Regions from separate parts of the Mus musculus genome. Here all the other regions are linked to region 4. The links are chromatin contacts, called in public promoter capture Hi-C maps. All regions are on one chromosome and are shown on one strand. Each heading gives the region's core, a stretch centred on a gene start, on an enhancer-like site or on the middle of the called end of the contact. The rest is flanking DNA. Distances are from core to core; before and after follow the strand shown.

Region 1 (7,196 bases), core at 377-2,876, 750 kb after region 4:
GCTGGATAGCTCTACTCTCACCCAGAGCCCCCTTGGAGATGAAGAGCCATGGACTCAGTTTTCAGGGCTCCTTACAGACAGGAGTCTCTCTGAGACACAGGCTCTGCCAAGCACGTGCACACTGTGACTCAGATGAAGGAAGAGCACTCTGTGAGATGGCTTATGCATGGGGAATGGTGTCAGAGGAAGCTGACCTCCTTATCTCCAGATAGCATGGCATAGTTCTTGGACATGGCTTGGACACTGTCATCAGAGCAGACCCTAGATGCAGAGTCTGTTCCTCCTCATCTTAATGAGCCCACATGTCACTAAATGTTCCTTCACACACATTGTTCTGCTCAAGCCAGCCAGGGTAGACACATTGCCTGAAACTAAGAACCCTCTGAGATAGGACAAAGGTTGAGGCCTGAAGGGCCAGGGGGCCAGTTATGTGGAGCTTCCACAGACTAGTGCAACCCTTGAGGCCAAGAAAGAGATTGTTGCTTTTTAAAACACCAAAAGCCAAATGGGGGGAGGTAGGAAAAGAGGAAGAATCCAGGCAGCACAGGTAGGGGCTGGGGGAAGCAGGAAGCCACAGGGCCTTCTTCATGGTACAGGCAAATGGTGCCCAATCCAGAAATGATCTGCCTTGTGGCCAGTGGCATTGTTCCGACTCTCTGTGTCAGTTCTTCAGTGCACTCTGTTTGATCTTCTCACAGGTATGTGTATGTGTGTGTGTGTGTGAGAGAGAGAGAGAGAGACAGACAGACAGACAGACAGACAGAGAGACAGACAGAGAGAGACAGAGAGACAGACAGAGAGAGACAGACAGAGAGACAGAGACTACTTTAGATGAGTTTGTAATAACAACCATGAGAGTGAAGCCCACTGAGGTCTGAGGTTCTGGGAAGGCTTTGTGGCCAACCGGGCCAGTTGGGTGGGGGTGGGGGAGGGGAGGAGTGAGGAGGGTCCCTTAATATATACCCCCACCCCCAGCCCAGTTCTCAAAAGGACAAGGTTCCACATGACATTTGGGTCATCGTGTCAGAAGTGTCACAATGTCCATTTCCCAAGTGAGAAATCCAGCCGTTTTGGTCAGATTCACCTGATGTCAAGTCCGAGCTCCAACACTGTCATCTGACACCCACTCATGATAACACCCCATCAGTTTGGTTGTAAAGCCAAATGGCAGTTCCCAGAAAAAGTATAAAAGAGACATAACATACCTGACAAGAAGCCTGGTAAGGGAGGAGCGATCCATTGGCTCAGGTTTGAGGGGAGACGATCCGAAGTTAACTGAGCACAGAAGCCTTCAGTAATGACCATGAACAGCTCTGTTCAGTCTTTGTGCTCATCTACAGTGAATACTTTAACTGCTGAGCCATCAATAGTCTCTTTATGAGTCTTAAAAGCATGTCAAGGTATGGATTATTTTTTCTCTAACAGATTACATATGAAGATTTCTGTATCTTGTATTTAAGTTTATCATCAGAACTCTCATAATTGGGTAAACAGAACACCAAGAAGAGCTTCTGGTCTTCCCAGGCTCGTGCATGCTGCTCGCTTGAAAACTACAATTCCCAGGATTCTGTGAGCCGAAGAGGTGATCCTGGCCGAGGTCCGAGAGGCGGGTCCCAAGGCCCGCGCACGCGCCCGGGTTCCGGAGTTTGAGCTCGCCAGCAGGGCAAGCACACTAGGAACACCTGCGACACCCTGTCGGCAGGTGGGCAGCGCGGGCATCTGTGGCGCAGCTGGGCCCCGGGCTCGGAGCGGACGGGGCACAGAGCCCGGCTTCAGGTGAGGCGCTAGGCCGGGCCGGGCCGGGCTTGGTGCCCGACCCTGGACTGCAGGGGAGGCCGGCGGGCTTGCCGGACCCAGGGCGGTAGACGCCGCCTGCAGCAGGCGCCGAGGTGGGAGGGGTGGGCCTGAACCGCCCGGCCCCCGATGGCGCACTGGACCGTTCGGCTGGAGCCTTCACTGCCTCTGACCGCGGGGACGCACATGCTCGTGCCTGGGAAAGAATGGTGCACATTTGGCACAGGTGGCGTGGAGCAAGGAGAGATGAGCAGTGGGGGCCTGGGCTGCGCCAGCTGCGTTTGAAGCGGTGCCTGGGTCGGCCTGTTGCTGACCTTTAGGCAGTTGGGGCTCCGTAGAGAACCACCCGGATGGACGGACAGTCGGAGTTAGGAGTTTGTCTGCTTGACAATGGCGGGGGGGTGGGGGTGGGGGCGGCTACTGACGGACGACCCTGATGGACTTGCCTATAGGAACCCGTTTTCTCATCGTTAGTGGGAATCCGGGGTAAAAGTTTGGGACCTTCCACCAGAATCACGCTGCAGGTTGTGAGCAGCCAGTATCCTCTGACCTTATGCCAACCAGCCCCGAGCCTGTTGGTGTAGATGGTTTTAGGCTTATGGGACATGTGAATATTAGCACAATTCATTTACCATGTGTGGACTGTTCCAGGCACTGGGAAAATCTTGGCTCCTTTACCGGCCATGTCCCCATAAGTAACTCATTCACTTTCTCTGGTCCCTTCCTTCATCCTCTGTAAGACAGAGTGAAAAAAGACCTTCTTTGAAGAATTGCTGTGAGGCTTCCATGAGGTAATGCTGGCAAAGCTTTCTGTCTGGGTTCTGAACACATCAAATGTTAGCATGCACGACCACCAACTCTATAGACAAGGTTGGAGTTCTGGTTCCGGGTCCTGTCTTTTCCACAGACTAGCTGCTCTCAGGCTTTTAGGATCAGCCGGCCCTTTCACATGAAGGATCCGAGTTCCAAGTGGTGACAGAGTTAGAAGAGAACTGGATACTTTATCCTCAGAGGTGAGAGCTGAGAGCCCCTGGGGGCCTTGGAAAGGGAGGGAGCTGGTGAGTGGATTCACCCTGGTGGAGCATCATCCTGGTGTGCTGGACTGTCAGGGCCGTCAGGGTTGGTTTGTTTGCTAAGGATGAATCCAAAGCCTCCTGCGTGCTGAGCAAACATTCTGCTACACCCGTTCACTCTCTACTCTTTGCTTTGATTCACGGTCTCAGTAAGTCCTAGACACACCTAAGCTATGATCTTCCTGCTTCATCCTCCCCAGTAGCTGGGACAGCAGGCCTGTGACATCAGCCCAAGCTGACGACATGCTTCTAACCAACCTTGGACTTCTGGCTGGCAAGTTCTTGCTTTCAGAAATAGCAGTAATAAGCAAAGGCTTCTAGAGAGCCAGAATATTAAATTACTCAACACTCTGTTCCCCAGAGGCCTTGTCAGTCACCTCAGCATGGTTGTCTGGAGGGACACTCTCCCTCAGGAGATGCTAAAATGATCCCCAGGGCTTTTCAAGTTGGGTGAGAGATATGGCAGGGAAGGAAGACTCCAGACAGGCTACCATGGGCTTTGCAATTCAGGCTTGAGTTTGAACTTCAGCCCCTCCCCATAATAGCTACAGTGTATTGAACAATACATATAGCAGTCCCAAGCATATGCCCTTTAGTGTGTTTCATAGTACTTGCCTTAGGTTATAGCAGGGATGAGACCACATATGCAGAACTTAGAGTGCTGCCTGCATAGAGTGAGAGTCAGTAAATGGGTTTTTATATTGCTGCTGTCTTACAGAGTTGGATAATTGCCAGGCACAGAGCTTTGCTTCTGTTGGGTCACTGGGTCCACAAACCTGGAACCTCCCTCTTGGAATAGTATAAGTGTCCTGCCTCAGACCAGTAAGTGGAGGCCTGGAGCAGTGTTGTTTAGCTGCTAAGCAGTGGGGCTGGAACTCACCTGACAGCTCTTATTGCTGTTACATTCTCTGCTGCTTCTGCACTCTGCTGTCCTGGGACCCAGTTAGGATGCATGGCAGGCATTTCTGTGTTACAGTGGGATCTGAGCAACACATTGGGCTAGAGCTTGACTAGCTGTTGTCCCATGAGTGGTGATACTGAAGAAGGCAGTCCCCTGGGTGAGGCGTTAAGAAGAGGCAGCCTGCAGGAAGGTCTCCTCAGCTCTGGACCTTGTGGGTGGGTGAGTCTGCAGCTTGGGTAGGACATTGAAGGCTTGCTTGGTCGGGGAAACCTTGTTTATCTGCTGGGAAAAAGAAGAGAGAGAGAGAGAGAGAGAGAAAGCAGCGTGCATCTCAGGCAGGGCCCTGTTTAGGGAGCAGAGCTTTTTGGGTGTGAGGTGAGGGAGTCCGGTGCTGAGTTCCCATGCAACCACTGTATCCCTGGCTGCCTGAGAGACTTCACTTATAAAGACTCGGGAGAATTCATTTTTCAAGGGCTCTTTCAGTTGTAAAAGGTGGTGGTTTTGTAATTGTGCATTGATGGCTTAACCTTCTCAGCCCAGCACCAAGGCAGTGGGAATAATTGTCACCCCAGCTTGTTACCCTGACTCTTTACAGTGAAAGAATAGCCACAGCTTCCGAAGCCACCAGCCACAGCCAGGTGTTTCCTCTGCCTGGCTGGGTGAGAGTAATTACAGCAAGAAGCCTTGAGTTGCTAAGTTACCATCAAAGGCCTGTGGGTCCGTGTTTCCAGAGCCTTCCATGTCTGCTCTGCCCTTGAGTCAGAAAACTTCACTGCTGTGAATTCTGCCCTGCTCCAATGCCTGAGATTCTATCAGATAGGATGACAGCTGGGCTATAAGACCAGAGGTACAGTTTTCTCATATTGAGAGAAAATTAAGGTCTGGGGTTGTAGTTCGGTGGTTTGCCTAGGTCATAGGCCCAAGTTCAAACCCCAGCACTACCACAGGGAGTTGGGAACTTCTTCAACCCCAGGCTGTGCCTCAGCAGATGAATCGAGGTGGTGGCCAAATTGGCCTTACCCCTTTGCACTGGATCAGTCTCTCCCTGATCTGGCCAGGATGTGGATGAATCTTTCATTTTCTCTGCCTTCTCGCATTCTTGCCAGTGTTGCCCTCAGGCCCAGTGTGTCTATAGGCAAACCAGGTTTTCCATGCTGCCTGTGGCAACAGGTGTTGGTGTAGCCTCGTACCAACACTTGGTCTTTCTCTCCACTCTTTAGAAGAGCAGCGGGCATTCCTTGTCATGCAGTGAGCACTAGGCCTGAGTCACACCTCAGGAAGGAGGTCACAACCCTGGCCTGCCCAATGGATACCTACCATTGTTGACATTGTAGTTCGGGCTTTCTGTGGATTGTCAGCTCACTAGTGATAAGCCATACCCAGGGACCCCAGTGGAGGTTTGGAGCAGGGACCAGGGCACACCCCGAGGTGGCTTCAGGAGCTGCTCACAGCTGTGATGCAGCAACTATGCTAAGGACCTAGAGAAGCTGTCCAGGCTTTTCTCAAGAGGCCTGCCTTTTCCTCTGGCCAGCACCAGAGGATGACATGACACCTCCAGTGCCCCTCGCTAGAGGCTGTTCAGGCCACCCTTCTCTTACCTGGCCTTATCTTACACTGCATTCATGCCACAAGCAACAGTGTCTACATAGGCTGGGGTAGAATTTCTAGAAAGTTTCAAGAGTGGAAGCTGTCTCCATCTGCACTATCCCGGAACTTCAGCTTGAAGGTCATGTTAGCAAAAGCTGGAGTCAGCGGCATTGAGCCTTGAGTAGTGGGAGGGATCCTAGCTGGATCTAGAGATGTAGTGGGAGAGATCCAAGCTGGATCTATAGAGATCTAGTGGGAGGGATCCTAGCTGGATCTAGAGATCTAGAGGGGAGGGATCCTAGCTGGATCTAGAGCTCTAGTGGGGAGGGGTCCTAACTGGATCTAGAGATCTAGTGGGGAGGGATCTTAGCTGGATCTAGAGCTCTAGTGGGGAGGGGTCCTAACTGGATCTAGAGATCTAGAGGGGAGGGATCCTAGCTGGATCTAGAGCTCTAGTGGGGAGGGGTCCTAACTGGATCTAGAGATCTAGAGATCCATTCAGAGGACTGTGGGGCTTCACAATGATGTAGGACAATTTCACATTGAAACTGAGAACATGGCAGAATCACCTGGGAGTTTTTGTTAAAACATGGGTTCTTAGGCCCAACTGAAGGAATCTGGGTCATTCGTGTGCGGGGCCCCGTGCATAGAAAGAGCTGCACCCCCTCTGGAGCAAGTTCTAGCCCTGTAGGGGTCCTGGGGCTTCCTTTCCCCAGGGAAGTGGCCTGTCCCTTTCCTGTCCTATATAGGTAACAGTTTCTAGACCCTTCCCCACCTGGGCTACCTCAAGGTGAGTGTCTTACAAAGATTCATAGAGTGAACTCAGGGGTCAAGTGTGTAGAGTCTGATATGAAGGAACACCAGGGAAACCCACACTGAAGCACGTGTTAGAAAATATATCTGTCTGGCTTAAAAATTGTTACGGTTGGGGCTGGAGAGATGGCTCAGAGGTTAAGGGCATTTGTTGCTCTTGCAGACAGCAAGAGTTTGATTCTTAGCACCCACATCGTGGTTCATAAGTATCTGTAACTACTTGCAGAGTATCCCACACCCCCTCTGGTTTCCATGGATACGGTGCACATGGTACAGGATGCACGTGCAAGGGAAACTCTCATACACATTAAAATACAAACTCTAAAGAAACTGTCAAGCTCATAAGGAAGAAACTGTCCCAGATTGGGAAGTAAGCTGTGACTTTTCATCCTGGGTTTGATTCTGGATACAGCATACACTGAAAGAAAAAGTATCAATATTAATTTTCTTAATTTGCATGATATAAGAGAAATATAGACTTAAGTAGTTGTGGCTAGAGGGGATGATAATCAGCAGAATTTTCTTGGTAGTTTTGTTTGACACAAGGTCTTGCTAAGTATCCAGGCTGGTCTTAAACCTCCTGTCTCCGCCCCAAAATGCCAGGGTTGCACGTATATGCCACCCCACCTGGCATCTAGTTTATTTTTAAATAGTTCAGGAAAGAGTTTATATGTGACAGAGCGTGATAAATGTGCTGACTTAGGGAAGTGTGAGGTTGTTTCCCACCAGAAGATGAAAGTGATTGCAGGTTGCGGACACTGGAGCCAGACCCCAGGAGCAGGGCTCTTATCCTGAAGTCTTGTGTGAGCCTGAACACCTTCTGTTTCATCATCTGTAATATAACTGAAGACTGTCACTGCTGTGAAGCAGAGGACCCTGTACCCAGTGGCCAGAGTGGACGTAAGCTACAGCAGCGGCATTGTCACTAGGACAGAGGAGACACCATAGTGATGAGACCCAGGGGAACCCAAGCTGAGGCTGGTCTCCACTCTCCTGTCCTTAAGGCAGGCTGCAGATTCCCTGGATGT
Region 2 (7,209 bases), core at 4,450-6,949, 510 kb before region 4:
TTGCTACCAGAGTTGTTGGTTGTTCTCTCTGGGGGAAGAAATCTTTCCTGGAAATACCCTTAAAGACTCACCTAGAAGAGAGTCTCTTAGTTCATCCCAGATACAATCAAGTCCACAACAGAGATTAACCATCACAGGCATATCCTAGAAGCAGGTACCAGAAAAAAAAAAAAAAAACAACTCCTACCTCATCCCTAGGGAAAAGAAAGAGTTGGAATCCCACAAGTCCCTTCAAAGGCACGTCCCCAATGACGTAAGGACCTTTCCTAGGCACCACCTCTCAGAGACCCCACATTTTACCTGGAAGATGAGCACAGGAGAATTTGGGGGACACTTACCCAAACCACAGTAGTGGTTCTGGAGATGGTAAGGGCAGAGCTCAGGGTTCTGTGAAGAACTGAGTTCAGGAAACCAATCATTAACAGGAAAACCATAACCCAGAACTTATCTATCACGATGCTTCAGACTGGGAAACCGTCCTTAAGTATTTCAGTGTTGGTGGAATTCATGGATAGGGACCAAGTACCTAGTAGTTGGAAGGCTGAAGAGTTGCCAACATAGTAGGGCTGTATTTAAGAACAATGTTGGACAAACTGCATTTTGGCTATCACTACATCGCTGTACAAGGGACAAAGTACTCTGAGTCTCAGTTTAAGTCATTTGTGATCTCTTCCTCATGAACCATGGGAAGCGTGCACTTCAAGTGTTTAACCCAGCAATGAACACACAGTGTTAGTAGAAGACAGTTTTGGGGGGTGTAGGTAATACCATCATGCCCATCCCAGGCAGGTGTTCCTTTCCTCTAAGTTTCTTCTGGCTAGTGCCACCCAACACCATCCTCTTCCTGGCTCTCTCTTAAGCACTCTCTATCTCTCCAGATCAGCAGGAGCTTCTGGGTGTCCTTGCTTGAATCTTGCTAGATGCCCAGCATGAAAACAAACAAACAAAAATACAAGTAGTGGCCCTGCCCGTTACAGGACTAGAATATCTGCAAATGGCCATGAAATATGCCAAGACAGAATAATCCTAAATAATCACTTAAACTGACAACAGTAGCCTTGCCCCAGGAACCCATGACTAAATGAACTGTGCAGGCTGTAATTGCTGCTGGAATGCTTCAGATACTAATGTTCCCAGCGACCACGGTAGTCACAAGAATAAATGTGCCTGCAAACCCTAGAGATCTGGCTGAGATCCTAGGGGTCTGTGACCGCCAGACTATGCAGAAACCAGGACAAGAAACTGTCAGAGTTTTAGCTCACCAAACCCCAGCGGGCTTCCAGACCTGTTTCCATGGCCGGCTGGTGTGAGCTATCGATTCCAACATGAGGCCCGAGTTATGGTATGAGAATGGGTTTTCTTAGGAAGTGAGCCAGGCATGCAAAGTCATCCTTTCCCACTTAAGATTTTCCTCAGGCATACACCCAGCACTAAGACCACACCTTCTGCAAGGGACTTTGACATGGCCTAGGACCTAGTTTCTACCCTCTTCATTGCTCCATCCCATTTTTTTCTTTTTTGTTGTGATTTTCTGGGTCTTCTGTGGTTCCTGCATGTTTCTCAGTCTATAATATGTGGCAATCATATATGCCAATTCCACCCAGAATAAGAGAGGGCTGAGGAGTGCCTGCACCTGCAGCACTCTGAGGTGTTGAGTCAGAGGACTCAGATAACCCAGTTCAGTCTTTCAAAGCTACTGCTTCAATAGGCAGGAGGAGAAAAAATTAGCTAATACCAGAGAGGGACACAGGAAACGGGAGGATGGAATTGCTGCACATTTTTTCTACTAATTACTTTCTTTGATGTGCTCAGTTGTTTTGTGACAATACATTCTGTACAGGAAAATTGCCCATCAACACTGTTTTATCAACAAAGCAGTGATTTATCAAACCCACCTCTCTTCTGGGATTTAGGATCTCAATAGCTTCCACCCAACCCCCTCCAGGGTTTCTCTGTGTGGCTCTGGCTGTCCTAGAACTCACTATGTAGATTGGACTGGCCTCAATTCACAGAGACCTCACAAGTGCTGGGACTAAAAGCGTGAGCTACCACTGGCTAGCAGTCTCATTTGCTTTTATTTCTTCAATCTGATAAAGAGCATCTAGGCTGTTTCCACCTTTTCCACTCCCTAAACTATTGCTCATATTCTGTCTCTGTCTTAACCCAGGCTGCCGAATTCACTAACTCCCTCCTCCTTCTCTTCCTCCTCCTCCTCTCTCTTCCTCTTCCTCCTCCTCTCCCTCCTCCTCTCTCTTCCTCCTCTTCCTCCTCCTCCTCTTCCTCCTCCTCCTCTTCCTCCTCCTCTGGCTCATGTAGGGGTGGGTTAACATATCTATATGTGGGTGAGTGTGCCTTGTATGACAGAAGTTGATATTAGGTGTCTTCCTCTATCACTCTCCTTATATTTCAAAACAGAGTCTTCCTAAAACAAGGTGCACGCTGATTCAGTTAGACTGGTTACCCAGCAAGACCCAGGAGCCACTTGTCTCCCCGTGCACCTGGTGCTGGTGTTACAGTTGTGTACGTTGTGCCCAGCTTTTATACAGGTGCCAGGGATCTGAAGTGAGGTCCTAATGATTGATTATACAGCAAGCACTTTAACAGCCAGCCATTTCCCCAGCCCCTACAGTGTGCTATGTCAAGTTCTGTTGAACAAAACAAAGTCCTGCTTGGGAAAGGGGTCATTCAAATGAAAGAAGGAGCAAGAGGCAAACAGAAAGCATGCATGGGGCAGCTCACAATGAGGAAGGTGGGATGTAGCGTGGGACTAGGAAGGTAGGTGCTTGTTATTGTGAAAGGGTGGGAAAGGCTCTCTGAGGAGCTGATAGTGGAACAGAGATGGAAAGGAAGCGAGGGGCAACCAAGACAGACTTCAGGGAAAAAAGAAAACAGGTTATGTAAAGGCTTGAAGCTGAAGTTCACTTCATGTATTCCTGGGACAGCAAGGAAGCCTGCACACCTGCAGCAGAGCAGGAGAATGACAGGCGTGGTAAAAAGGAACCTCAACCCGTGAACAGCTACAGCTCAGGCCAAGCTCTCACCAGCAGACAGACCCTCTCAGTGACCGGGCCCTGGGCACTCTAACTCCTGGCTTGTGTTCCGTGAGCCTAGTAAGCTGAAGGGAAGAGCACACACAGCAGTGATGGCGAGGAAAGGTAGCGTGAGCTGGGCGTAGTGGCGCTCACCTGTAAATCCAGCACGTGGGAAACAAGCAGCTTTCTTCTGGTGACACCGGTATCATCACACCATAATGCTGTTGTGTCATAAGTAAAGCAACTGACCCTCAAGAATGCTTACAGTAGTTAATCAGAGCTTTTAAATGGGCAGATTCGTCAGGGAATAAGTACTAGCAGAGCCTCTGTCATATACCAGCAGACAAGACAGAAGGTAACTTGTCTGGATGAAGGTGTGAAGGGCTATCATGTCAACAACTTGGCAGGGACTTCTTGGCTCTCCAAACCAGACTTGCTTCTTTGCTTGTGGTTGGTTGGTTGGTTTTTGAGACAGGGTCTCAGGCATTCCAGTCTAGACTTGAACTATGTCAAGCTGGCTTTGAACTCCTGATCCTCCCTCAATTTTCTAAGTGCTGTTACAGTTGCATGCCATCATACGCAACTGCAAACAAGTCTGTCATTTTCCCTTCCAAGTTTCCCCCACCCCCATCCCCACCCCCACCTCCATTGTACAGACACAGTAAGGGAACCCCTAAGAAGCTCAGCATGTTCCTGCCTAAAGTTCCAGAAAATGTCACCTGCTGTCATGGATAGAGACCTGACTCAAGACTCAATCCTTGACAACTAGGCCCCTTTAAGCCCTAGGGATCACATGATATCCCTGTTTTGAAGTAGGCTCATATTTAAACAAGGCTGCCACACCAGGTAGTATATTTTGTTCCTTAAAAGGATAAGTCATTTTAAATAAGAACATGAAACTGCACATTGTCCCATCTGGGAACACAAAAGTAGATAGATAGATAGATAGATAGATAGATAGATAGATAGATAGATAGATGTGTGTCCTGTGCCTCAGGGACATCAACCTTTTTTACAGAGACCAAGAATCCAGTCACACTGGGCTGGATTTGCAGGAATAGATAACCAACTGGCCAGCACTGAGAAGGTGGGGTAGATGCTGGACTGCAAGCTCCATTAACATAACACAGTCCCATGCAGGGTGGGTGCCAGCCGCCCGGCTGTCACTCAGGGAACCAAGACCAACAGAGAAGACTTGGTACTTTGGGGAATTCTGTTTATAAGGCTCTCTCTCTCCCTTCTCTCTCTCCCCACTTTCTCTCTGTCTACCTGTGTCTCTCCCTCATTCCAATGTTACTATTTGTTAGAAAACAACTTAGAAGATGGGTTTAGTGGTACATGGCTTTAGTCCCAGAACTCAAGAAGCAGGGGCAAGTGGATCTCTGAGAGTTTGAGGCCGGTCTGGTCTACATAATAAGTTCCAGGACAGCTAAAGCTACGAAGTGAAACCTTGACTCAAAAGAAAGAGCAGGAGAAAGAATGAAAGAGAGAGAGAGAACTATTTAGAGAAATATATTTAGCACTTTGTACCCAGCAATGGCTGTCATCCTGTCCTTCACAGGCCCTTGGGAAAGCTTAGCTGGCTTAGAGGGAGGGTCACTCTTAGATTTACAGAGCACAACTGTTTCAAGCCATTTTAGGGGTCAGTTGACATTAGTTTCCAAGTGTGAGGCCAGAAAACAAGGGAAGTGCAGTTTGCTCCTTTTTGTGATGGGGATTGAACCCTGGGCTTGCTAGGACACTAGGAAAGCACCCTTCCAACTGAGCTGCCTCTTCTTCCCAAGAACGTTTTTTGTTCTTTACAGAAAGCATCTTTCTGTGTAGCCCAGGCTGTCCTCAAACTCATAATTCTCCTCACCACCTTAGTACTGGATTTTGTTTATTTGAGACAGGTTTTCAGGTAGCCCAGGCTGGCCTCTCCAAGGAACTTGGACTCTGGATTCTCACTTGGGATTACAGACTTGTACCATCAAGCTCAGGACTCAGGTAGGCTTCTTAATATAAATTGTATCCTATTAAATTACTCTTGACAACTCCACCTCTCCACAATATACATCCCGGAAGACTGATATTCATGGACTCTAACATACAAATTTTTTGTGTCTATGTGCACACTAGACTGCAGGTGTCCTCAAGCATCCGACCTGTGGGATTTGCATTCCCATTGCCCCAACCAACACCAAAACTTCAGAATTTTGAGGATTTTTTTATGAGTTCTCTTCCTGTAAAACAAAACAACGAAACAAAAACAAAACAAAAAACAAAACAACAACAACAACAAAAAAACCCATATGTATCTATTGTGGTGAAGACACATTAAAACCAGCCAGACTCCAGATCTGAATTTCTGAACTCAGCAGAAAGGTACAAGAGTCCTGTCTCTGGCTCCTGAGGTAGCCCGGAGACTTTCTCCCTTCTTAGTTTCTCCTAAGCAGAAAGGAGGTACTGATTAGCTCTCCTGGGGGCGTGACAGAGGGACTGTCTGGGCTCCGGGACTCGCTCTGGGCTTCCCGCCCTCGGGGGTCCCCTCGCTCCGCCTCCACGCACCGCCCTGTCGCTCAGGTCTTCAGTTCCCGCCCCTGCGAGTGGAGCCCCGCCCTCCCAATTCCCCGCACCCGGTGAGCCGGGGGCGGGGCGCGCGGAAGGCGGAGCCGAGCAGGGGAATCCTCTCTCGTTTCGCCGCGAGCCAGCAGAGCCTCCTGGCCGTCCAAGGGCCCCAGCTCTGGGGGCAGCGGAACCTCGACGAGCGGAGTCTGAAGAGGCCATCGCGGCCCGTGAGCCGGTGTCGTCCCAATACACTGGCAGAGTTCCGCCTCGGCCTTCCAGGCCCCGCGGTTCCCTCACCGGACGGTCGCCTGCGCGCCATGCAGCCGCCGCCTGCCCCGCGCGCGTAGGCGCTCGCCACAGGCCATGCTGCCCCTTCTCGCCGCGCTACTGGCCGCCGCCTGCCAGCTGCCGCCGGCGCACGGCGGGGCCACGGATGCGCCCGGCCTTGCAGGGACGCCCCCAAACGCCTCGGCCAATGCGTCCTTCACCAACGAACACTCCACCCCGCGTCTGCTGGCATCGGCGGCATCGGCGCCCCCAGAGCGCGCGGGCCCAGAGGAGGCTCCGGCGGCGCCCTGCAACATCAGCGTGCAACGACAGATGCTGAGCTCGCTGCTCGTGCGCTGGGGCCGCCCGCGGGGCTTGCAGTGCGACCTGCTGCTCTTCTCTACCAACGCGCACGGCCGCGCCTTCTTCGCCGCCGCCTTCCACCGCGTCGGGCCACCACTGCTCATCGAGCATCTGGGGCTGGCGGCGGGCGGCGCGCAGCAAGACCTGCGCCTGTGCGTGGGCTGCGGCTGGGTGCGCGGCCGCCTGCGGGCTCCCGCCGGGGCTCCCACCGCGCTGCCTGCCTACCCGGCGGCCGAGCCGGGGCCGCTGTGGCTGCAGGGCGAGCCTCGTCACTTCTGCTGCCTGGACTTCAGCCTGGAGGAGCTGCAGGGCGAGCCGGGCTGGCGGCTGAACCGCAAGCCCATCGAGTCTACGCTGGTGGCCTGCTTCATGACCCTGGTCATCGTGGTGTGGAGCGTGGCCGCCCTCATCTGGCCGGTGCCCATCATTGCCGGCTTCCTGCCCAACGGCATGGAGCAGCGCCGGACCACCGCCGGCGCCCCCGCGGCCGCTCCTGCAGCCGTACCCGCGGGGACTACCGCCGCTGCCGCCGCCGCTGCTGCAGCTGCTGCTGCTGCTGCCGCGGCTGTCACCTCGGGGGTGGCTCCTAAGTGACCCCCTCCGCCCCGCGTCCGCGCTGTGTAAGCGCTCGCACGCGCCTTCCTCACCGGAGACGGGGCAGGTGCGCTTCGTGCTGTCCTTATTGTTCATCCTTTTCCCGGGAGGGGACCGCAGAGAGGCACAAATGAGGTGGGAAAGTGGGGTTTGTGCTGAGGTTCTGGTTCGGAAGAGCAGGGGCAAGCTCTCGGGCTGAAGGGTGGGATCCACGCGTGGCTCGAGGACACAAGGGAAACCGGCTCTTTCCCCTGCGGCACCCCCTCCCTGCGCCCACATGCCCTTTATTTATGGCAGAAAGTGACCAGATCCTGTGTATTTGTTTTATATATTTAATAACTGTTTTAAATGAAAGTTTTAGTAAAAAAAAATACAAAACAAAAAGATTCAACTGCTAAAGCTGTGG
Region 3 (6,796 bases), core at 2,761-5,260, 810 kb after region 4:
ACCACCATGCCCGGCTCAACACTGAAGATCTTTATAAGTAACTCAAATCAAATTCATTAAGGCACACATAAAGTTTAGACATGAAAGTGACAAGGACAAGCTGTAAAAAGGAAGGATATTAGGTAGTAGGGTCATGTGAGGGGTAATGGGACATTCACTCACATATGAAAATGTCCTAATGAAACATTATGTATGATTAAAATATATTAAAAACTTTCCTTAAAAGGTAAAAGAAACTAGTTTAAGTGGGAGCTCGGTTAAGGCTGTAATTCAGCGGTTCAGCACTTGCCTGACATACATCTGTGCAAGGCCTTTAAAAAAACTGAAGAAGGGCACTTTCCATTACTGCTTTCTATTACATGGAGCAGTAAGTCACAGAGCGAAACAAAGCATTTCCCTGGAGTTGGCAAATAACTGTAAGCAAGTCCTTCAGTCTGCAAACCCAAGCAGAGGTCTACAGTACAGAAACCTTACCCAGCAAAGCCACATGTGCAAAGTTCTCAAGCACCACTTCCTCGTGCAGGGCCTTCTGATCAAGTGTCAAGCTGGCCAATTCCTGCTCCGTGAAGTACACAGCCTCATCTTCAAATATCACTGGTTCCTAAAATGACAAATAACAGCTCTCCTCAGACAATCACGGGGCACAACTGTATACTGCTGATCAAAGTGTAATAAGTACGAACTGGATGAGTATTCTAGAAAACGTTTGTAGAGCAGATAGTAAGACTAACCAAATGCACTCTTTATGATCTAGCAACTTCATACACACACACACACACACACACACACACACACACACACACACGCACACATACAATCCCAGGAGAATGAGTGCCTATATCCGCCAAAAGGCAAGATTGCAGTGGGATAGTGGGCCAGTGGTAGAGTGCTTGCCTGGTATCTTAGAATTAGTATTGATATGATGAAAAAAACATGAACAAAACCAAATTGTGGAGGAAAGGATTTATTTGGCTTACATTTCCACATTGAAGTCCATCATTGAAAGAAGCCAGAACAGGAACTCAAACAGGGCAGGAACCTGAATGTGGAAACTGATGCAGAGGCTGGCTTGCTTCCCCTGCCTTGCTCAGCCTGCTTTCTGATAGAACCCAAGACCACCAGCCCAGGGCTGGCACCACCCACAATGGGCTGGACCTGACCTTATCAATCACTAATGAAGAAAATGCCTTACAGGCTTGCCTACAGCCTGGAGGCTTTGAAGGCATTTTCTTAATTGAGGCTCCCTCTTCTCAAATGACTTGAGTTTGTGTCGAGATGACATAAAATTATGCAGCACACATAGTATGCCCAAAGCCCTGCATTCAGTGCCCAGTCCAGTGTCAGGGGGAGGTGTGGGGAGGATATCATTGGCTGGAAAAATAGTCTAGTGAGTAAAATAGTTGTTTCACAAGCACGAACACATGAATTTAGATCCCTATCACCCACATAGAAGCTGGGGATGAGAGCAGGTATCTGCACCCCCAGTGTGGAGAGATGAGCAATCCCCATGGCTTTGGAAAGGGCACAAAGTAGAACAGCTTAAAGTATTAACATAAGTGATAGTCATATGAATGTATATATTTCAAAAAAGTGAGAGATACAGTTGAAACATGTGTGTCAGTTAAACCTCAGTGAGAAATTTATAAAATAAACAATAGATTAATGTAAATGTACTCATAGGTACAAGCTTGTATGTATATATGTACATATACATGTATGTGTGCATATTTGTATATATGTACATATATAGCATTGTAAACCCACACAGGTATGTACAGCTTACCTGAGGCTCTGCTTTTATGGTGATATCTTCCATGATCAAATCTTTCAGTTCTGTAGCAAATGCAGGCTTAGATTTTTCAGGACCTGAAGGTAAACAGAGAAACTATTAGTGACAACACTTGTCTTCTTCAGCATACAATCCTTGATTCATCCTGTTTTGAAGGCCCTGTGAAGTATTATTCGTCAGTTACTTCTTATCAGTAGCAATTCTAGTCTTAGCAAAAGTGAGATGGCAGGCACAATGGAGAAGAGGTTCATCCAGGAAATGTATAATGATAGCCTGTACTGTTAAAAGTATAATTTCAGTAATCCAGAGACAACAGCAAGGTACAGATACAAGAGGAATAAGTGTATACATAAAATCCAGTGAATACTGACAGACCTAAGAACCAGCCTAGCCCCTTGCTACTTAATAATAATTACTATCTTTTTTTGTAAAGCAAGTCAAACAATTTAAAGGTGGTTTATTAGGAATATTTTTATGTTTTCTGGCTAGAGATTGTGGTATATTTGTTCAATTTTATAACAGTAGCAGTGAGAAGGAAAACACTATCCTGTTAAAGAAATCTATGAACTTCACAATATGATTTCAAATATTCTAGTACAGGGAAGCAAAGCAGTCTCGTTTCTTAGTTATATTTTCTGCTCTGGGTAAATTCATCCTTTAATAATTAGAAAGTAAGCCTGCTGTCGTTCAGAGGAGTGGATGGGCGAGATTTGTGCTTGAAGATAATACCTGAGATGTGAACAACTGCCTGTGGCATGGATATCTAACAGATAAAAATATGAAGAGTATAAAGGACGGTACAAAGAGCTAAGTCAAGACATTTTTCATATAAACATCGAAAACTGTTAGATCCAACACACATTAGGTGCTTTCTTACAAATACCTTTTTGGGAATTAACATTAACACACTAATCAGCAGCACTAAGGTTTAAGTCATGGAAGACACCCTGACAAAAATGCCATGTCCTCCGCTGCCTTGTCCTACACTTCAGGTCCGCCTGCTTAAGGCCCACTGTGCCATTTTCCTGCACAATCTTCCTGCCTGCATCTCAAGCTGTTCTGCTCCAAGCCTCTTCCTCACCGACCCGGGTGTCACCCTCCCTGCCCAGCCTCATTGGGGCCTCCATGTCTCTCCCTGTAGTTAGGCTGTAGAAGCCTTTGACCCTCAGCGCCCTCTTCCCGCCCAGGCGTCGCGTCCACAGCGCCCTCTTTCCATTTCAGACCGCGCCCCTCTCTCCAGCACCCCGGTAGGCAAGCCTGGGGCCCAAGAGGACCACCTTCCCTCCCTCAGGTCCATGCCAACCAAGCCTTCCTCATGTTTCCTCACACTCACCTACGGAGGGATTCTAACGGCCTCTCACCATCCACGCTCTCAGGTTTTAAAGATTCCTGGCCCGGAAATACATCATCTCACCGACCGGCCAATCCTCTGTGAGTCTCTCTAGGAATCTTGGAGGACCCCATAATCTTGATCGCGCTGTGCGTGGTCTAGCGAGAGTCAGGCTTCTTGACAAAGCGACCTCGTCAGAGAGGAGGCAAGAGCAAGAAGAAAGGTTGTTTATTCCACTGAGCAGTGGGCAGTGGACCTGCCCAAGTGAACTTAGGAGCAGGAGGGCTGACTCCCTATTGAAGATGCTAAACATTTTCCCACCCTACATGGCTCACCCATACAAGGCTGCTTTTCTCTGTTTCTAACTGAAGTTCCTAAGCAGCGCTACAAACCCCTCAAAGCGGTGGCCCGCCCCTCCTTCCTGTCCCAGCCTACAAGATGCCCACAGGAGCTGTCAAAAATGACGTCTCCACAACACCTCTTCTGCCTGCAACTGACACAGGTGGCACATTTCCTTTCCCACCTCAGCAGGAGCTGTCTGGAAGAAGCAAGCACTCTGCAAATCAGTCCAAGTGGCAGCCAGCCCCTCCTTCCTGCTCCAACCTATAGCCAGTAAGATGCCCCTCCGGAACTGTCAAAGAATGGCAGCAAGAGGACATTTCCTCAGTCTGCAGGAGGCTCATCCCCTTTCCCGCCATCAGCAGGAGCTGTCCCTCAAGAGTTGTCTATGGTGGCAACACCTTTCTTGCCTCAGCCTACAGCCTTAGGAACTATCTATCCCACAGGAGCTGTCCACAGTGGCAGCACCTCCTCTCCACCTCCCCAGCAGTTCCACAGAGATGCTACCTCAACCAAAGCCACCTGCAGCCAGGAAGGACCTCTCATCCTAACCCATAGGTCTAATGCAGGGAAAAGGTGGTGGGGAAAAAAGCCACCAATCACTGAGCAGGAGAACCCACCAATCACTGAGCAGGAGAACCCACCAATCCCTGAGCAGGAGAACCCACCAATCCCTGAGCAGGAGAACCCACCAATCCCTGAGCTCCCCAAACTCAGGACTTGAAATCTCACCAATCCTCATCCGGGAAATCTCTGCTCTGAAAAGCTTTGCCTCCTAAGAAATTCTACATAAGCCCTGCCCTTTGTCCAATTCTCTGCTGTCTGCTTCTGGGAACAGAGGGCAGCCAGCCATGTCTGGATTCATCCCTCCTTACCCTGAATAAATCTCTTTCATGAGACTTTCCACCTATCGTGACTCTCTCATCAGGAAAAGCCAAGAAGCAATAAAAAGATGGAACCGAGTGAGAAAGTGGAGCAGGGCTACCTTCCCCTGGGAGCTACAATGCCTCTGCTGAGGAGGCTTCCTATCGGCCGTGTCTCAGGGTTCCCTTCCACTGGGATACCTGACCCTTCCCCCTCAGAACTGTGCGGTTCCTGGGCTTCCAAGGCCCAGGTTTCCCTGCCATCTGGGCAGAACCACTTACAAGGACCTATAGGAGGAGTCAGAGGTGTGGAAGATCTGAATGTGGCTGGATTCATTTAGAAAGTATGGATGCCTTCCAAGAAACCTTGAGGGCCAGTTGAACAGAAGTCCAGGCTTGAACTAAGTGATCTCATTGTGTACCACAAAGACATTTAACATTAAAAAAAAAAAGTGGTGCAAAAAATTTGTAGACTTATTTAGACTGGGCTTCCCAGATGCAGACTCAAGCACCAGCAATGGGCGTGCTTGCCTGGCTCCTGCTGCCACCTCTGATATCTCCGAGAGGGGTTGAGCTTTATACTGTTCTATCTCTTACTCATGCTCAACTTTTCTTTGTTAGAGTAGAGATGCAGAGACAAGGGATAAGCAACTCCACAGAGCACCTGCCCTCCCCCCACCCCTCACTTATAGACCTGTGTCTACAGGTCAGGAAAGAGGTAATGTGAGGCTCTAGAGATGAGAAAATGAGGTTAGCCATTTCTAGGAGAGCTGAGCTTGCAGTGAGGCCACTGTTTGCGGAGCAGGGTATTTCAGCTGGCAGGTGGTAAGAATCAGGGCATCAGCTAAGGTGTGGCACATGGGGACAAGATGTCACTAAATGTGACTTGGTGCCACTAGAGCTGATATTTTCTGCCGTTTGTTTTGTGATGGGTTGGGAGAGCAATGGGGCCAGACTTCAGGCATAGATTTCAGAGGGCTGCTTTGGGCTGAATTGGGATGTTGCCATGGAACAGATTTTGGAATTAGAGATTTTGGAGGAGCCAGATGTTGTTGCCATGACTTTTGGTGGTGTCCTGAATCAAGGGGTTCAGTCTGAAGAGGACAAAGGGCTTAGATAGCCCATATCTCATTTATTATTTTATGTGTACGGGTGTTTTACCTGCATGTCTGTGCACCGTGTGCATGTAGTGCCCACAAAGGCCAGAAAAGAATATTAGGTCCTTTGGAATGGAGTTACAGGTGGTTGTTAGATGCCATGTGGGTACGGGAAACCAAAACTCAGTCCTCTGAAAAAGCACCGAGTTCTGTTAACTGCTGCTCCAACCCCTGGGTTAGTTTAAACCACAGGTTCAGGTGCTGGAGAGATGACTTGGTAGTTAAGAGCACTTGCTGCTCTTGCAGAGGAACAGAGTTCAGTTTCCAGAACCCATGTCAGGTGGCTCACAACTGTCTATGTCTCCAGTGCTGTCTTCTAGCCTCCTGGGGCACCATACATATATGTGCATACACATGCAGATACACCCACACATACGCATAAATAAAAATAAATATGCTTTTGAAAGACAGGATACAAAGGCTAATAATAGGGAAATAAGGAGAATAAATAAAAGGGTAGCCAGCCAGGGTTGCCATCACCCCCATTGAACCATTGTGCTTACGAGGTGGGATGCTGGCAGGGTTTGGATGTTCTGCGTGCCATCTTCTTGCCATGTCTCAGTCTACCCTGGGATGGTTTATAGAGAAGTAGCACTCTTGCTGGAGGAAGAAATGGGTACTCTCTTTCTCTGTCGGAAGAAGATTCAGGGCTCTGTAATTTCTAAGAATGACACCTGCAGTGAGTCTCTTTGGTTCCAGATGGTTGTGATAATGGCAGCTATTCCATCTGGGATTTCAGAAACAGCCATGGAAAGCTTTTGGAAGTAAGAGAGTTGGGGAAATGCCAGCTGTCTGCACCAAGGACAGAAGAGATGCCTGAGACAAGAAGAGCCGTCAGTGGGAGGAGATTGGGGTTGAGGAGAGAATTGAGGCAAAAAGGGAGATCATTTCGGTTTGATCGTTGGGGAGGAATTCAGTGTCCATACATTGGAAAACAGAAGTACAGATGCCAGACCTGGGGGATAAACACAAGTTGATGTTCTACAGAAGAAATCTCCTGAATAGCTGAGACAAGAGTACAAAAAAGGGTATGGAGACATGAGAAATGTCTGAGAGAATACATCTCAGTTTTCTTGGACAGTGCTCTCATTTTTTTATTTTAAGATGAAATATTCTCCAGATAGGACAGCCTCAAGTTGGGTTGAAGGTTGTATAAGAACAAATTAGGGGCCCTTGTATACCTGGAGTTTAACCTCGAACAACATTGAGTCAACAGATGTGGTGATGAGTTGGGTTGAGTTGCCTGTATCCAAATACAGTACTGTATCCAAATACAGTAATGGTATAGTAGGTGCCAGAGGGAGGAAGGGGACAGTGG
Region 4 (7,368 bases), core at 1,446-3,945:
GAACAGTTTTATTTGCACAGTTATTTGTTTCCTGGCTCTCTTGGGATGCAACTGTTAAATTAAGTTTTGATAAATTCCCTTTCCTTTTCTTATTTCCTGTTAAGCTTTGAGTTATATTACTTAACTGGGTGTCTTCAGTTGCATTAGAAACTACCTCTGCCCCATTTCTGCTGGGTTCCTCTAACTTTGTCTTTTTATCATGGGACATAGCTTCCTTTATATCCATCACAGTAGATTCTACTGAAGAAACTGAAGACAAACAACTTAAATCAGAATCATACATTTCTTTTCTTGAGGACTCAGTAGTTCTTTCTGTTAAGGATGGTTGTAACAGTTTAGAGTCAGGTAAGTGAGTCTGGTTCATTTGGTGTATTATAGAATCATGTTGCCTAACATTTTCCAGTGGCCCCAGAAGTGAGTAATTTAAATCTGACAAGGAAGTCTTTTTCCAACACTGGGCAGATATTCTAGCACAAGAATAAAAAGGCCAAACTCTTTTACCAGTCATTGGTATTGTTCTGCAACAGCTAACCTTTGACTCTTCAGTTTCACTTCTCAGATCTCCCCGTGGAGATCTCTTTTCCATATGATGGCCGTCACTAGGTGATTTCACTGTAGAGCTTATCATCGATTTATTATATTTTTCTGGCTCTATACGTTTGCATCCTAAGGACTCTGAAGTATTTTTTATATCCTCTTTCAAACTTGATTCGAGGGTTTTCTGAAGCATAGCATTTATGTGATGCCTAGAACTTGTTTTCCCCACTGTTTTGGGGAGACACAAATGGTCCACCGGAGGGAGTGTATTATGGTTTATTTTTCTTAAAGCTTTTAGAAAACTTTTTTTAGGTTCTAAGGTCTCTGCTTCTTTCCCTTCCATACCCATTTGGTTTTCTTGTAACACCAACACAGAATTGTTACATACATTAGACAAAGTAAGATTAATATTTTTTTCTTCTTTTCCAGACTTCATTTTTTTCCTGTGTTTTCTCCCAGTGTTGTTCTCCTCTACTGAATATTTGTTTTTTTCACTTTGAAGGCAAGAAGTCAAGCCATTGTTTTTATTTTGGTATAAATGACTTTCTTCAAGCAGTAACTTACTGGCTATTACACTTTTTTCAGTTTTTAAAAGCTTAGTAGTAGTTCTTGTGTCATCTTTCTCTGCAAGATTCCTAAGGTTTTCTTTCTTTAACTTCAAAGAGTTCTCTTCAGTGTGTAGACATACATCATGAGGTTTATCCTCAAAGTTGTTTTCATTATTACAACCTTCAGAATGGAGAAAACTGTAATCATGCAATTCAAAGCTGCAATTTTTTTCTACTCCAGGTGATAAGCTGTTACAAGAATGTTTTGGGGTATTCTTGAACAGTTCATCTTGGAATTCAACTTTAATATTTTGTGTTGCCTCATTTTTAGTTATTTCAAGAGGTGGATTTTCTAAACTTTTACATTTTTTAATTCGCATTCTTCTTTTAATACCTTCTCCCAATTCTTCCTTATCCAAAGACTGTAAGAAAGCCATATTTTGAAATTCACTGCACTCCACTGTTTGCAAAGACTCCGAACTGGTTATTGATGTCTTTCTTACCAGGTCAGTCCCTGGCTGTGGATCATCACTTGGGGCCTCAGTAATTTTTCCATTCTCTTTGGCTGATCAAAACAAGAAAACACACCAGAAGACATTTTTACACTGGGCAGAAAGAAGCAATATCAGTTAACAGAAAAATCTGTGAAGCCATCCATTTGTATTTTCCTGATGAGCTATTTAGACATACAAACTGATTTTCATATTAAGTATTAAAAATTTTTAAACAGGGTCCATTGCATAACACAGGCTGACCTCGAACTTGAGATTCTCCTGCTTCAGCCTCCCACCTGGTAGATTATGGGTGTGAATCGCCTTGGCCAGCTTTAAGATCTAATTAAGAACTAGAAATAAACCTCTATAAATTCTAAAACAGCAGAAAAACCTTTATAGATAGCATCATTTACTCTAGTTAAAACAAACCACTAGTATTATTAATTCCCTCGACAGTAATTATAATGATTGAGCTCCTAAATGGGCATACACTTATTTAATTTTTTTAATCCTTCCCATCTCACCTCTCCTCACCAAGTGCACTGGTAAATACCACACAAATACAACTAAAGGTTAGTAGTAGAGCAAAGACAGAGGCAGCTGAGGAAAAAAAGGCTTCGGGGTCGGGGTGACCACCAGCTTCCTTACTGCGTCTTCTGGGATGAGAGAGGGTTCTGCCTCCTTCACTGCTCTAGGCCCCCTGTTCACCGACCCTCCTCTGCTTGCTACCTTCCAGGACGCGGATGTCTCACCCAACTTGTCACCTTCTGTCTCTTCTCTCCCAGAAGCCTGGGTCACCATCCTCTGCTTCTGCCTGCTCTCCTCCTCGCACCCCCTGGCCTCCAGGCTGCAGCCTCCCCCCTCGCCTGGCTCTGGCGTCAGCGGAAGGCCTCGCTTCCTCAGGCCTCGGGTGGTGCCTTTGCACCCTGGCTCCTTGGTCGGGTCTGGGGGCGTCGCTGGCGGCCGCATCCGCCCACAGCCGCCCACTCAGCCTCTCTGGGAAGCCTAGACGGCCTAGAGCCGCTGCTCCCCCTGCAGGACACAGGCTACTGCCCACCCTGGCCCGGCCTGGCCTCGCTTCCGACCCTGTACCCGACACTACAGGAAGCGGAAGTCGGTGGGCTGGGCTCGGCTGGGGGCAACTGGCTGAGGGCCACGTGGTCCGCCCGTCCACTTGCTCCCTCGAAGAGCCCTGGCTGCACCCGGAGGTGACAGGGTCTCACCCCGGCCAGAGCCTCACCGCACAGGTTTGTGGTGGTGCCTCCTTGGGTTCCTCACCCTTCTCCAGACCTGGACTTCTGGAGGTGCCTGTTTCAGCACTGTGACAATGGTTGTCTACAAGTGGCTTCTAACTGCCTCCAACACTCCTGCGAGTCCACTGTCGCTTACTTCTCAATATGGCTGTCACATTATCCAGATAGCTCAGAGATACCCCAGCTGCTGACATGCAAAATACCATTTATTTCTGTAAAAGGTTGCTTCTCCGGTGTTGGCGGACAGAGGTTTCTAGATGTTCTTCTGGATTCCTTGCATGTTGATTTATCAAATCTGCTTGGTTCTATTTTCAGCCTTCGTTACTTCTCCCCCTTTCCCGTTACTGCGGCTCTGGCCCTTAGACTTTGACCTACAACACCATGCTTCTAATTTTATTGATGTCTCCATCCTTGTGTTAGTCCAGTCAAGTTTGACCAGCTTGCCAGGCCATGCCTCTCCATTGAAAGAGGATCCTGGTATATGCCCCATCTTGACCCTTCACAAACCTCCTTTGCTTAAAGATTGGAATGGAGTTTATCCTCCTTGTGTGTTATTTTGGATCCTGTCTACTGTGTCCATTTGTGAATATTTAATCAGTACTGACCTTGTAAAAGGAAAGTGTTCTTTTGTGGAAAAGGTTGTGGGTCTGGTGGTCATTCAGAGATTCACCAGTCTGATTCAGGTTTTAGTTTTAGTAAGTTAGAGGATTTTTATTAAAAAGAGACTGGCCAGGACTAGAGTTCCCTAGGCAAGGCCCCAGTTATTGTTAATCTAAGGGTTATAAAGGCAAAAACCATAAACTAGTAGTTTTGGGAACTAAATCAACTCATATCCTATCTGGGTTCAGGCAAGGCTTGCTTTTCTAACAGGCATCTCAAAGGTGTCTCAGATAATCCAAACAAGCAAGCATTTGATACAAAACTGGGCCTTAGCAGTTTAGCCTGTTCAATCTTGTGACCCATTACCTTGTAGAATAGCTGAGAGAGTAAAGCATTTTGCAACAATCAGCATTTTTTTTTCTTTTAAGAAGAGCCCAACCGTACCAGGAAGTAGTCCATTTTCAGGTCAGCTCACAGGGTACATTTAAGGTAGGAGCAACTTCCTCATTGCTTATACAAGTTAAAAACAATTTGGTTTTACAAGCCTAGCACAGTAAATATTTCCTCTAAACAATGTTCACCATTACAGAACAATGTTACCATTACAGGTAACTTCTAATCATTGCTAATTTTGCTTTGTTGTTGTTTTGAGACGGCCCTGGAACTTACTGTGTAGCTTAGGTTGGCTTTGAACTTGGACGATTCTCCTGCCTGACTTCCGAGTGCTGGAACTGCAGGCCTGAGCCATCACTGGGAGCTAATGGGAGCTTTTAGTTTCTTTTTTGTTTTCCCTTTCAAACAGATATAAAAGTGATAAGCAACAGGAACTCAAAATAACACATGCAAGTTCTTTCTAATAGTTTAATCGATTTCCCATCCTATTGCAAAAAAATTAATTTTCATTTACACTTAAATTGTTTCATAACCATTTTAATACTCCTGATCCATGACTGTATTTGTTCTTCTTACTGAACTTGTAGTTAAAAAGTGTACCTGATAAGAAAAATAGACTTCTTAACACATATCCACATCTATAGGCTCCAGCCTATCTATGCACTAGTTCTTAAAATGATTCCTGTTTGTGTGCCTGGCAAACTTCAAGTCACCCCTCTTTGACAATCAACCTTGTAGAAAAGCTTTCTGTTACCCTGGTCATTACCCTGGAGGGGTAAGAAGTTCCCTTTGGCCATTAACACATCATTTATTATTATTATTATTATTATTATTATTATTATTATTACTTATTGTTATTTTAAGTGTATTGATGTTTTTGTCTGTCTGTCTGTTTCGGTACCACGTAGTGGTTTGAATAAGAATGGCCTTCATAGGTTCATATATTTGAATGCTTAGTTATCAGAGAGTAGCACCACTTGAGAAGGATTAGGGGGCGTGGTGTTGTTGAAGTAGGTGTGGCCTTGTTGGAGGAAGTATGTCACTGAGGATGGGCTTTGAGGTTTCAAAAGACCATACCAAACCCAGAGTCTCTCTTTTTTCCTACTGTCTGCAGACTTAGATGTAGGACTCTTAGCTCTTTCTCCAGAACTTTTTCTACCTGGATGCTGCCGTGTTCCCTGCCATGATAACAACAGATTAAATCTCTGAAACTGTAAACCAACTCCAATTCAATGCTTTCCATTATAAGAGTTGCCGTGGTTATGGTGTCTCTTCACTGACTAAAAGACATGTGTGTTCCTGGTGCCCACAGAGGCCAGACAAATCTGTGACCCAACAGACTAATATCACCCAACAAGTGACAGGTTTTCTAGGTCCCTTTTCATTAGGTGTAGGGGCACTGGTTCAGATTTGGTTACTTCCTGGTAGGGTGGGACCACGTGGGAAGGGGGAGTCAGGAGTTGATAGGCTGGGGTTCAAAGGCAGGTATTAGTGTAGGAGCCTTTGGTTAACTGCTATCCTAGAGACTTCAAGAATCCATTCCTGGAGGAAAAGGAGAAGGCAAGGGGCTAGAAGAAAAAAAAAACCCAAACAAATGACAACAATCTGTCCCATAATAGGGGCAAGCCAGGCAAAAGAAGAGACTGCCATCAGAGTAAGGGAGAAGTGGGTTGTTTATGCCATTTGGGGATCTTTGCTTCATCTTGATTTTTAGTATCACTGCAAACCATGAAAAGGGGGCTTCTTTCCTCTATCCAGAAGACTGCATGTATATAAATTTAGAACAATGAGAAGTAATTTTAAGCCCGTACTTAAAAGATAACCAAAGGAAATTTAAAATCTTGAGCTTGTAACTATGATAATATGAGCAGTACTGTACCAGAGCTATATTAAATAGTTTATCAGAACTCTATGGATTAATGTTAAAACTTTGAATTTTTGAAATCTTTCTACAACAGTAGCATATAGGAGGCGGAGTAGCATATAGGAGGCAGAGTAGCATATAGGAGGCAGAGTAGCATATAGGAAGTAGAGTAGCATAGTGAGGAGAAAAAAATGTGAAGCATTTTTCACTTTTTAAAATATACCTTAAATAATTTTTATCACCATTTAAGCTTTTATGTCTTCTAACCTTTATAACTTGTGTTTACTAACCTTACAACACCTTTTTAGACCCTAAAACACTTTCTTAGATCCTGACAACGTAAGCTTCTGTATCCTCAGAACTTACATAAACTTGATATCTTTTCCTATCTAATTATTCACCATGAGACCTGGGTGGTTGATTATTGGGAGCAGTCTCAGTAAAGCGAGTTCCTTTAGATAGAGGAACAGTAAAGAGTTACTTTGAAACTGGCTTCCTGAGTCTGCTAATAAGAGAGACTGTGTCTAGACCTAGTAGAGGCAGCTCTAGAAAAGTGAGGTTTGAAGCCTGAGTTTTACACATAAAGAGAACTGAGGAGTCTGCTGAGACCTTGGTTTCTGCTGTTAAACTGATAAATCTTTCATTAATCTAGTTTCAAACTGAACAGAAATCCTGAGGAGGATAAATTTCACCTGAGTAAGCAGGAAGTGCTGACCAAGCAGCTTGCAAGTCTGTTAAAACCGACTGATGCTTACTGCTACCTGGACAGTCACTCAGCCAAGGGCTTTCTATGGTCAATGGGGGCATCTATCCATCTTCACTCTCCAGGCCCAGAAGATTTGACAGACTTTCCTGTGGAAAAGGAGCTTGGGGGACTGCCCCACCTTTTCTCTCCAAAGTGGGGCAATCAACTCTCCAGTGTCCTGCTTGCCCAAGGTCTTCAGAGTGTGCAGTCAGTAGTTGAGGTAAAAGAGCAGTTTATAGTCTGGTATCCAGTTTTTTTACATTTAAAGCAAGTGTCAGGTGGAAATTCTCCTGTGACCATCATCTCCTCTGGAGGATATTAGTGGTGCTACCAAGAGCTGATATATGTCTGTTATGAAAAACTTTTTTATTAAACGTTTAAATGTCATATTCTGCAGATCCATGAAGTATTCAAGGACCATTCTATCTATCTAAAGTATATCTGCATAGACAAACTTTGCTTGTTTTTAATTATCCATCCTAGACTTTTTGTGGTAGACATTATTTGGGGGTTCCTACCCCACCTTAGATCATTTAGTTCCCAAATAAAAGACATAAAGTCCCTATATTTATAATAAGCCTTAGAGCACTAGAGCTGGGCAGATATCAACCCTCTGTACTATTTTGTCTACTTCCCTGTCAATAACCCCGAGATATCACTTGCCATGTTCTTCCTGGGCCGCTCTTACTCCAACAGGCTGGCACTCATGGCTATGAGCTCATAATCCCTCTACCCCATGATGGCTAACCAATTAAGAGAGAAAAAGGAAGGAAAAATAAATTCATGTAGATAGTAACCTTCAAAGATGAGAGAAGAGAGGACACAGGGGAAGAAGGAAGCTATCATGGGGTAGACACCTCCAAGTGATATTTACCACAACATTTTGGCAAACCAACATGAGGCAAGAACTTACTTATAACCCAAATTAGACTTC

What was found. Promoter capture Hi-C pulls out the DNA fragments that hold promoters and counts their contacts.
Region 1: a promoter capture Hi-C map of embryonic stem cells shows a contact between it and region 4, with 2.8 times the contacts expected there. The contact joins the promoter of Pomgnt2 here to the promoter of Topaz1 in region 4. A contact is called at or near these places in 3 of 39 promoter capture datasets (embryonic stem cells, hippocampal neurons and second pharyngeal arch cranial neural crest) and 1 of 115 datasets of contacts at active chromatin or transcription factors (embryonic forebrain).
Region 2: a contact with region 4 is called in a promoter capture Hi-C map of pre-B cells, with 5 times the contacts expected there. The contact joins the promoter of Tmem158 here to the promoter of Topaz1 in region 4. A contact is called at or near these places in 15 of 39 promoter capture datasets (the 3T3-L1 cell line, 3T3-L1-derived adipocytes, the C10 cell line and 9 more), 6 of 15 datasets of contacts at CTCF or cohesin (CD8 T cells, the NIH/3T3 cell line, embryonic stem cells and 3 more), 111 of 484 Hi-C or Micro-C datasets (3T3-L1-derived adipocytes, the 63-12 cell line, the AML12 cell line and 60 more), 6 of 115 datasets of contacts at active chromatin or transcription factors (astrocytes, bone marrow-derived dendritic cells, embryonic stem cells and 1 more) and 3 of 9 other capture datasets (adipose tissue, liver and macrophages).
Region 3: a contact with region 4 is called in a promoter capture Hi-C map of embryonic stem cells, with 3 times the contacts expected there. The contact joins the promoter of 1700048O20Rik here to the promoter of Topaz1 in region 4. A contact is called at or near these places in 2 of 39 promoter capture datasets (embryonic stem cells and hippocampal neurons) and 1 of 484 Hi-C or Micro-C datasets (cerebellum).

What each region holds. Positions count from the first base shown.
Region 1 is chr9:121,990,456-121,997,651 of GRCm38.p6, reverse strand. It overlaps Pomgnt2 (protein O-linked mannose beta 1,4-N-acetylglucosaminyltransferase 2), which reads left to right and starts at 1,626. Exons shown (of 2, transcript NM_153540.4): 1 at 1,626-1,776. It overlaps Gm39463 (a long non-coding RNA gene), which reads right to left and starts at 1,666. Exons shown (of 2, transcript XR_871388.3): 1 at 1,206-1,666.
Region 2 is chr9:123,259,279-123,266,487 of GRCm38.p6, reverse strand. It overlaps Tmem158 (transmembrane protein 158), which reads left to right and starts at 5,699. Exons shown (of 1, transcript NM_001002267.2): 1 at 5,699-7,209. The coding sequence starts at 5,943. The coding sequence ends at 6,803.
Region 3 is chr9:121,934,489-121,941,284 of GRCm38.p6, reverse strand. It overlaps 1700048O20Rik (RIKEN cDNA 1700048O20 gene), which reads right to left and starts at 4,010. Exons shown (of 5, transcript NR_033553.1): 1 at 3,966-4,010; 2 at 3,123-3,309; 3 at 1,784-1,866; 4 at 475-601.
Region 4 is chr9:122,742,526-122,749,893 of GRCm38.p6, reverse strand. It overlaps Topaz1 (testis and ovary specific PAZ domain containing 1), which reads right to left and starts at 2,695. Exons shown (of 20, transcript NM_001199736.2): 1 at 2,332-2,695; 2 at 1-1,650. The coding sequence starts at 2,548.